Linked DNA regions of Ovis aries: region 2 is linked to region 1. A link is a contact called in public Hi-C data. All regions are on one chromosome and are shown on one strand. The core of a region is the stretch at or near the end of the contact, and the rest is flanking DNA. Distances in the headings are between cores, read along the strand shown. Region 1 has its middle 37 kb from the start of CST7. Region 2 holds the start of ACSS1 (acyl-CoA synthetase short chain family member 1).

Region 1 (3,691 bases), core at 775-3,274:
CCAAAGAGAGCTGGAGTAAATGTACCAAGAACAGACAAAAAAGAGTTTAAGGCAACAATTATTGCTAGAGAAAATTAAGTAATTTTATAATGAAATAGAAAATCCATCAAAATGACATAGCAATGATAACAACAGAGTCCCAGATATGTGAAGCCAAACAGGCAGATTTAAAGAAGAAATAAGCAATTCAAAATAATAGCTGGAGACTTCAGTAGCTGTACAGACATTAGCAAATAGACTTCCAACATCATGAAACAATGAATCCTCACAACTGTCTATACAACACCCTACCCAACAATCGTAGAAGACGCATCCTTTCCAAGCACATTCCCCAGAAGAGACAATTTATCAGGCCACAAAACAAGTCTTTGTGCGTTTAAAAGGAGTAAAATCATACAAAGTATGTTCTCTGATCACAATAGAATGAAATTAGGAATCGATACGAGAAGGAAATTTAAGAATTTCACAAAAATGTGGAAAATAAACAGTATACTTCTAAATAATCAATAGCTCAAAAAGAACCACAAGGAACTGGCAAATATTTTGAGTTGAATGGAAGTGAAAACACAACATACCAGAATTTATGGATACGCTGAAAGTAGTGTCAGAACGAAAATTATACCCGTAAATGCTTACTTTAAAAAAGAAATATCTGAAGTCAATAACCTCACCATTCATCTTAAGAAACTAGAATAAGCAGAGCCGGAGTAGGAAGTAAATAAAGCAGACGGAATCACATGAAATAGAGGACGGGAAAACATTAGAGAAAACGACGCACAAACCCTCAAGTCAGTTCTTTGTAAAGAAGAACAAAATTGACAATCCCCTGTAGCTGGACTGATCAAGAAAGGAAGAGAGATTCATATACTAGATCAGGAATGAAGAGGGACATTGTTACGTGCCACAGAGAGTAAAAAGGATTGTAAGGGGACACTGTGAATAACTGTGTGGCAACACATTAGGTGATTTATAGGAAATGGACACATTCCTAGAAAGACACAGACAGCCACAGCTGACTCAAGAAGAGACAGAAGATCAATAAATTTATAACTAGAGATTGGACTGGTAATAGAAATGCTTCACACACACACACAAACCCCAGAACCAGATGGCTTTCCTGGTGAATTGTTGACAAGTTCGAAGAAAAATAAACAGAGTGAGCATTCATTTTAGGCAAAGAGGGGAAAAAACACTAAGCAAGACAGGAAGTTAAGAACAATAAAAGCAGGAACTGGTGAATCTGAAAACAGAAAATGAGAAGTGAAAAATAATCTTAAGTTGAAGATACACGTGTGTGGCACTCACAAACTCTGAGTCTCCCACCCACACATATGCACACGTACATACGCTCGGTAAACTCAGCCTCAAAGGACAATTTAAGATGAGAAAGTGTTAGAAATCACAGATGCAGAAAAAACAGTCAGATTCAAATGGAAAAGGATACTTTGCTTCACTCTGTGGATTAGATGACTGATGCCAAAAGACCCAGGAAACTGAAGGGTCAGTGGACACGTGCGAAGCTGAGCGGTCCTTCAGATGACCTTCAAGAGGGGCTGTGAGGGGGGTGACCGTGTCCAGGAAACATCTCCAAGGTGCCCTGTGAGCTGCGGTAACATGGCGCACTGGTGAACGCCCACACGTGGTGTGTGCAGCCGCGCCTGTGACCTGAGTACACGGGCACGCTGGGCACCATTGTTCTCTGGGTACCCAGGGAGCAACCCTGGCATATTGAGCTGGGGCACTCACGTGTGCAGGTGGGAAGAAAGTGATTTCCACTGCACATCCTTTTGATCCAGCTGGCTGATTTTTACCACTTCTTATCATTTACTAATGCAAAAAAAAAAGCAGGGGGGGATGTTCCATGGAAAAATGCCAAAGAGGTCTCTCCATACCATTTGCTGATAAACACCCTCAGATACAAGCCTCAGGGGAGCTTGGGACGTCAGCTGAGGGTGCAGAGTGTCCTGAATGGAGTGTGGAAGTTGGTCTCCTGTAATGACCCCATGTGTCTCACTGGCCAAGTACTCTGTTGGCGTTGGTAACACTCCGGGCCTGTGGCCAAGGTCTCTTGGCCAGTAGCAGTTCTAACCCATCCCTTCACGGTGAAATGATAAAACTGGGTTGGCAGAATGGTTTCTGAAATGAGAATGGTGATGAATGCCCACAGCTGTCAGTCTTTAGCAGAAATTTGTCTTATTATACACAGAATTAAATCTATCCTCCATTAAAAGTATGACAAAAAGAATTAATTCATTTTCAATGTAATGACTTAAGCAAGCAGATCTTGCATAACAATGAGGGTTTCTGAACTTCTAATGAACTGTTTAAAGTGTTCGAGCTGAATTTGGGTCTCTGATAATAATTTCTAAGATCCAAGACTCCCCAGTTGGATGGCATTACCAATTCAATGGTCATGAACTTGGGCAAATTCCAGGAGATGGCGAGGGACAGGGAAGCTTATTGTGCTGCAGTCCATGGGGTTGCAAAGAGTCGGACACGGGGTTGCAAAGAGTCGGACACGACTTGGCAACTGAATAACGAAAAACAGCAAGACTCCCCTAAAGGGGCTGTTTGCTGAGATACTCTCCAAGGGAACTCGTCTGGAGACAATGAACTTACCAGTGAAAAAGTCAGAGACCGTGGCAGTCTGCTGTATCTGTGGCCCCATGGTGACCTTACTCCCTGTTGATCTGGAGGTTGGCCATGTGGTTGTTCAGGGTGAGGTATTAACAACTGTGAGCTTGCTAAGTGCCATTGTGTTGGGGTCTGTGTTCCTGGGACACTGCTTTGTGGAAGCCAGCTGCCATGTGCCAAGGCCAGTGGCCTGAGGCCACCTGCTGTCAGGAAGCCCAAGCTGCCCCGTGGAAGGTCACACGGAAAGAGCTCTGTGCCGTCGGCTCTCGGCTGGGTCAGCTGGTCTGGCCGAAGCCCCACAGCCCAAGTGTATGTTAGTTGGAGGGAAGGACTGCCCAGCTGAGCCCAGGTTCAAATTTTTACTGTTGCTCAAGCTGCTAAGTTTTGAAGCATCTTGTGCAGCTTAGGCAACGGCTGGGGGAGGGTGGGGGTCTGAGGTGAGATGCACCTGGAGGAAAGGGAGCAGGTGCAGGAAATAAATGTACCAAGAGTGGTAATCCTGTCATCGTAAAGTGGTCAGAACTCCGACTGCTTCACAAGGACTCTCTAGGTGACAGCATAGCCAAGGTCCATGTGACTCAAGTGTGGTCCCCACACTGCAGCGCTGACGTGCTCTGGGAGCTTGTTCATTTCTTAGAAAACCTCAAACCTGGGACCCTGCCCCAGAAACCTAGCTCTCCACATAATGTCTAGGCACTCCACGAGGAGGTTCAGGTCTCAGAGGCCTGGGTTTTGGGTTGTGAGCCCTGGGGTTGCCACACTCTCGGCAGTGAGCAGGTCATGACCATCTGTACAAAGATGGATTTCAAGATGTCCATCTCCCTGGAGACCTTTGCGAAGGAGTGATTCATCCACTGCAGGTCTCACAACACCACCCCCCACACACCCCCCGAATAATCAGCCTTCACGTTCCCAACCAGGAGCACACTCGGTCATGTGGCCATCCTCAGAAAAGATCAGTAACAGGGGGCTTTGTTCACTGCTAATGCAGAGGCTCTGTGTCGGTTGGGAAGGTGATGGCCTGGGAAGGGGTCTTGGGGACGGGGGTTGATGGCAA
Region 2 (3,691 bases), core at 524-3,023, 120 kb before region 1:
TGGGCTGGGATAGTCGGAGCAGCATTGCTTATCCACTTGTGGGGAACAGATCCTTCCTCTTGAGGGGGAGCCTCTCATCTATAGAGCAAATGCCTGGGAGTTTTCACCCACTGCTCCAGCATCTGTAGTCATCTTTGGGACCCCCGGCCACACTTACGGTCTTTCTGTATTTCAGTTTTATTATTTATTCTATTAAAAATGGTGATTCGGGGAATTTCCTGGCAGTCCAGTGGTTAGGAATCTGTGCTCTCACTGCATAGGGCCCAGGTTCAATCCCTGATTGGGGAACTAAAATCCTGCATGCTGTGTGGTGAGGCTTAAAAAAAGAAAAAAGTGATTCAGGCCAAGTGGTGAAGCAGAAATTGAGGCGGGAGTGGGGTTGCTGCCCAGCACGTGTTTATTTCTTAGGGCTCAGCGTCCTCATATGTTCCACTTGGGAGCTGAGAGTGGGCATGACTTGATAGCACCAGATAACTTTTAAATTAAGTAGAAAAATGCAGGTCAAGCACTTGGCACAGAGCAGCGCCCATGTGTAAGTGCTAACTGTTCTCATTGGACCCCAGCACCCGCAGCCTTAAAAAGCAGGCACCATGTGCAAGCAGGCAAGTGCACGCAGGCGCACAGGAGAGGGGGCACACACACACACACACACACACACACACTGGGGCTGACAGCAGAAGTTCCTCTTACAGCTAATGGGCTGGAACTCAACCAACCAACTTTCAAAATTCCCCTCTCCCTTCTGTTTATCTTATTTATTATGTGTTTAGTTTGTGGGTGTTGTGATATTCGAGTCTGGCTGAGGCAAGTTTCTGTGGGTTCCCTTCTATCTTTCCTGGCTTGATAACTGGGACATAGCCTCCATTCCCGGGCTTCCTGGGTACAGCTGGGGGAGAGAGATATCATGCGTTTCCCCCTCCCCAGGGCTGCATAAGAATAAATGAGTTGGTGTCTGAAACTTGCAGTCTGGGAGGGACACCCAGGGAGCTCAGTAGCCGGGGTGGTGTAGGCACAGAGACCTTTAAGGAACTCACCCGAGGTCAGAGAGCTAGAAACGTCAGGTTTTGAACCCAGGACACAGAAGCTGTAGCAGCAGGCCGAAACCCCCGGGCGTTTGCTTCGTTGCCACAGGAATGCGGTGGACCCTAGACCACCTCCCTGGGTACCCCCACGGCCTCTTGGGTAGAGGACCCCACTTAGTCCACGGAGCAGGGGTGCTGCTTGTGTGTGTATATTTTGGCCGGGGTCCGGTGCAGGCAGACCTGCGTGTTCCTTTTCCAGGGCGCACGAAGAGACGAACGCCTTCGGCCTCTGAGATGCTGAATGGACCTAACTGGTGGTTCGCTGGCTCCGTGATCGCTCCCGCACTCGGAAGAGCCTGCGTCCCCGGGTTCCCCATCTTTGCGGTTCCCCGCGCCGCGTAGCCGTCGGAGCTGGAGGACGCACCGGTTCAAGCGCCGGCAGCCCGCCCCGGGACCCCGTACCCTGCGCTCCGGGAGGCCCCCCTTCCCCAGCTGCTCCCCCTCCTTTGGCGCTCAGCTCTGGAGCGCAAGCTGAGGGATTGGGAGGGGCGGGGCGGGGGCGGTGCCTGAGGGCGGGCCCGGGGCGCTGGCCGGAGGGGCGGGGCGGGGGCGGAGCCAGGGAGGGGCGCGAGCGCGCGAGGACTGGGAGAGGGAGCGGGATTGGGCGAGGGCCGGGGCGTTGGCAGGAGGGCGGGGCCTGGGGCGGGGCGGGGCCGGGGCGGGGCGCGGGCACGCGGGCGCCCGGTTGCCACAGGGCTCTGAGGCGCGGGACTCTGAGGCGCGATGGCGGCGCGCTGCTTGGGCCGCGGCGTCGGGCGGCTACTGGGGGGCCTCCGCGGGGTGGGGGTGCGGGCGCTGGCGGCCCCGCGGCTCTGGAGCAGCGCCTCCGCCCCCGCAGCGCCGCCCGGCTCCTACCAAGAGCGAATCAAGCTGGCAGCTCGCGAGCCCGCCGCCTTCTGGGGGCCGCTGGCGCGGGACGCTCTCGTGTGGGACACCCCCTACCACACGGTGAGCGACTGCGACTTCCGCAGCGGCAGGATCAGCTGGTTCCTGGGAGGCCAGTTAAACGTGTCTGGTGAGTGGGCCTGGGGACCGGGGCGCCCCAGCTCGCGCGCCCAGGGGACCCCGAGCCCGGCGTGCGGCGGCTCCACACGCTCCCTCCTCGGCGCTCCGGCATCGCTCCCCGGCAAGCGACGCGGCCACCCCCCCCCCCCCCCCCCGCCGGCCCGGCCCCGACTCCTCGGTCGTGGCTCGCGCTCCCCGGCGCCCCCCCCCCCCGCCCCGAGTCTAACGGTGGCCCCCACCGGCCCTAACACCGAGCGTGCCGCACGGGGGGTGGAAGGCAAGGGGCGCGCCAGGAGCAGGACTTCCCGCCCCCGGGGCCGGCCGGCGACAGAACCGAAAAGCTTCTGGCCGTTGTTACCGCCAGGTGCCGGCCGGCGACCCGCCTGGGGAGCAGCCCTGCCCATGTAAACAAACGGGGCTTCGCCGGGTGGCGGGGAGGAGGAAGCCGCCCCGGCAGCCGGAGTCAGCCCGCGGGCGGGCGGGCGGGCGGGAAGGAAGCAGCAGTGGGACCTACCCGCTCTCAGTTTCACCTTCACCCCGAAGACCCAGGGGGCCGGTCTTCCGAGGTCTCAGAAGCCAGCTCCATCGCCAGTCTGACCTCTCTGGCCCCTACTGGAGATTGAATCCCCTACGGTTCTGTCCAGACTTGGGACTGGGGTTCACACTGCCAGCCATGCCCCTGCCCGCCAGGGGCAAAAGGCCCAGCAACTAAGGGAAGAAGGAGGCAGGCTAGGCCTGGAGTGTGAGCAGCCAGATGCGGGGGCGGTCAGAGGGGCTGCCTGTCAAGGAGGAAGTGGGTAATGGGATAGATGGGAGTCTAGGGGCTGTTTAAGGAAAGGTCTTCCTGACCAAGGCCTGAACTGGGCAGTGGGGTCTAAGTGTCCAGGTTCCACTTCTTTACTGGTCCAGTTTTTCTGTTCCTCTGAGTTTCAGCATTCTCCTGTGTAGACTGCTGCTGCTAAGTTGCTTCAGTCGTGTCTGACCCTGTGAGACCCCATAGACGGCAACCCACCAGGCTCCCCCATCCCTGGGATTCTCCAGGCAAGAACACTAGAGTGGGTTGCCATTTCCTTCTCCAATGCATGAAAGTGAAAAGTGAAAGTGAAGTCGCTCAGTCGTGTCTGACTCTTAGCGACCCCATGGACTGCAGCCTACCAGGCTCCTCTGTCCATGGGATTTTCCAGGCAAGAGTACTGGAGTGGGGGCCATTGCCTTCTCTGCCTGTGTAGACTAGAGGGCACAATACCCACCTGAGGGGCTGGGTTGTGATGACCAGGCACACAGGGTATGGAACAGGCCCAGTACTTACTAGTGAGCAATAAGTGGTAGTGATTTTGACTCGTGAAATTTAGAAGTAGCCAGAGTTACAGGTAGTTTCTTGCGGTTATTTTTCAAGCAAAGATATTTAAAGGAACTTTGGACCAGACTTTTTTTTTTTTTATATTGTATATTGCTTTGCTGGTTTAATAAAAATGACTCAGTAGATAAGTGTCTTCTCTAAAATTGAGTCAGCACAAAGTGTCCTTGGACTAGTGGGAGAAAAACTAAACCCTTAGGTTTGCAGGGTTGGTGGAATGCACCCTGGATCGAGAGAGCTGCGTGCA

The links. A called contact is a pair of places that touch in the nucleus more often than the background predicts.
Region 2: a Hi-C map of tail adipose tissue shows a contact between it and region 1, with 12 times the contacts expected there. The contact joins the promoter of ACSS1 here to the enhancer-like site in region 1. A contact is called at or near these places in 13 of 16 Hi-C or Micro-C datasets (blood, hypothalamus, liver and 6 more).

What each region holds. Positions count from the first base shown.
Region 1 is chr13:42,103,719-42,107,409 of ARS-UI_Ramb_v3.0, reverse strand. No RefSeq gene overlaps it. Among named protein-coding and RNA genes, the nearest start is that of CST7, 37 kb to the left of the region's middle. Within about 2 kb of position 2,024, at least 6 of the 54 cell types and tissues checked have an H3K27ac peak or open chromatin away from gene starts, as enhancers often do. A contact at or near this core is called in tail adipose tissue, where this site is marked.
Region 2 is chr13:42,228,162-42,231,852 of ARS-UI_Ramb_v3.0, reverse strand. It overlaps ACSS1 (acyl-CoA synthetase short chain family member 1), which reads left to right and starts at 1,773. Exons shown (of 13, transcript XM_042229650.1): 1 at 1,773-2,097. The coding sequence starts at 1,806.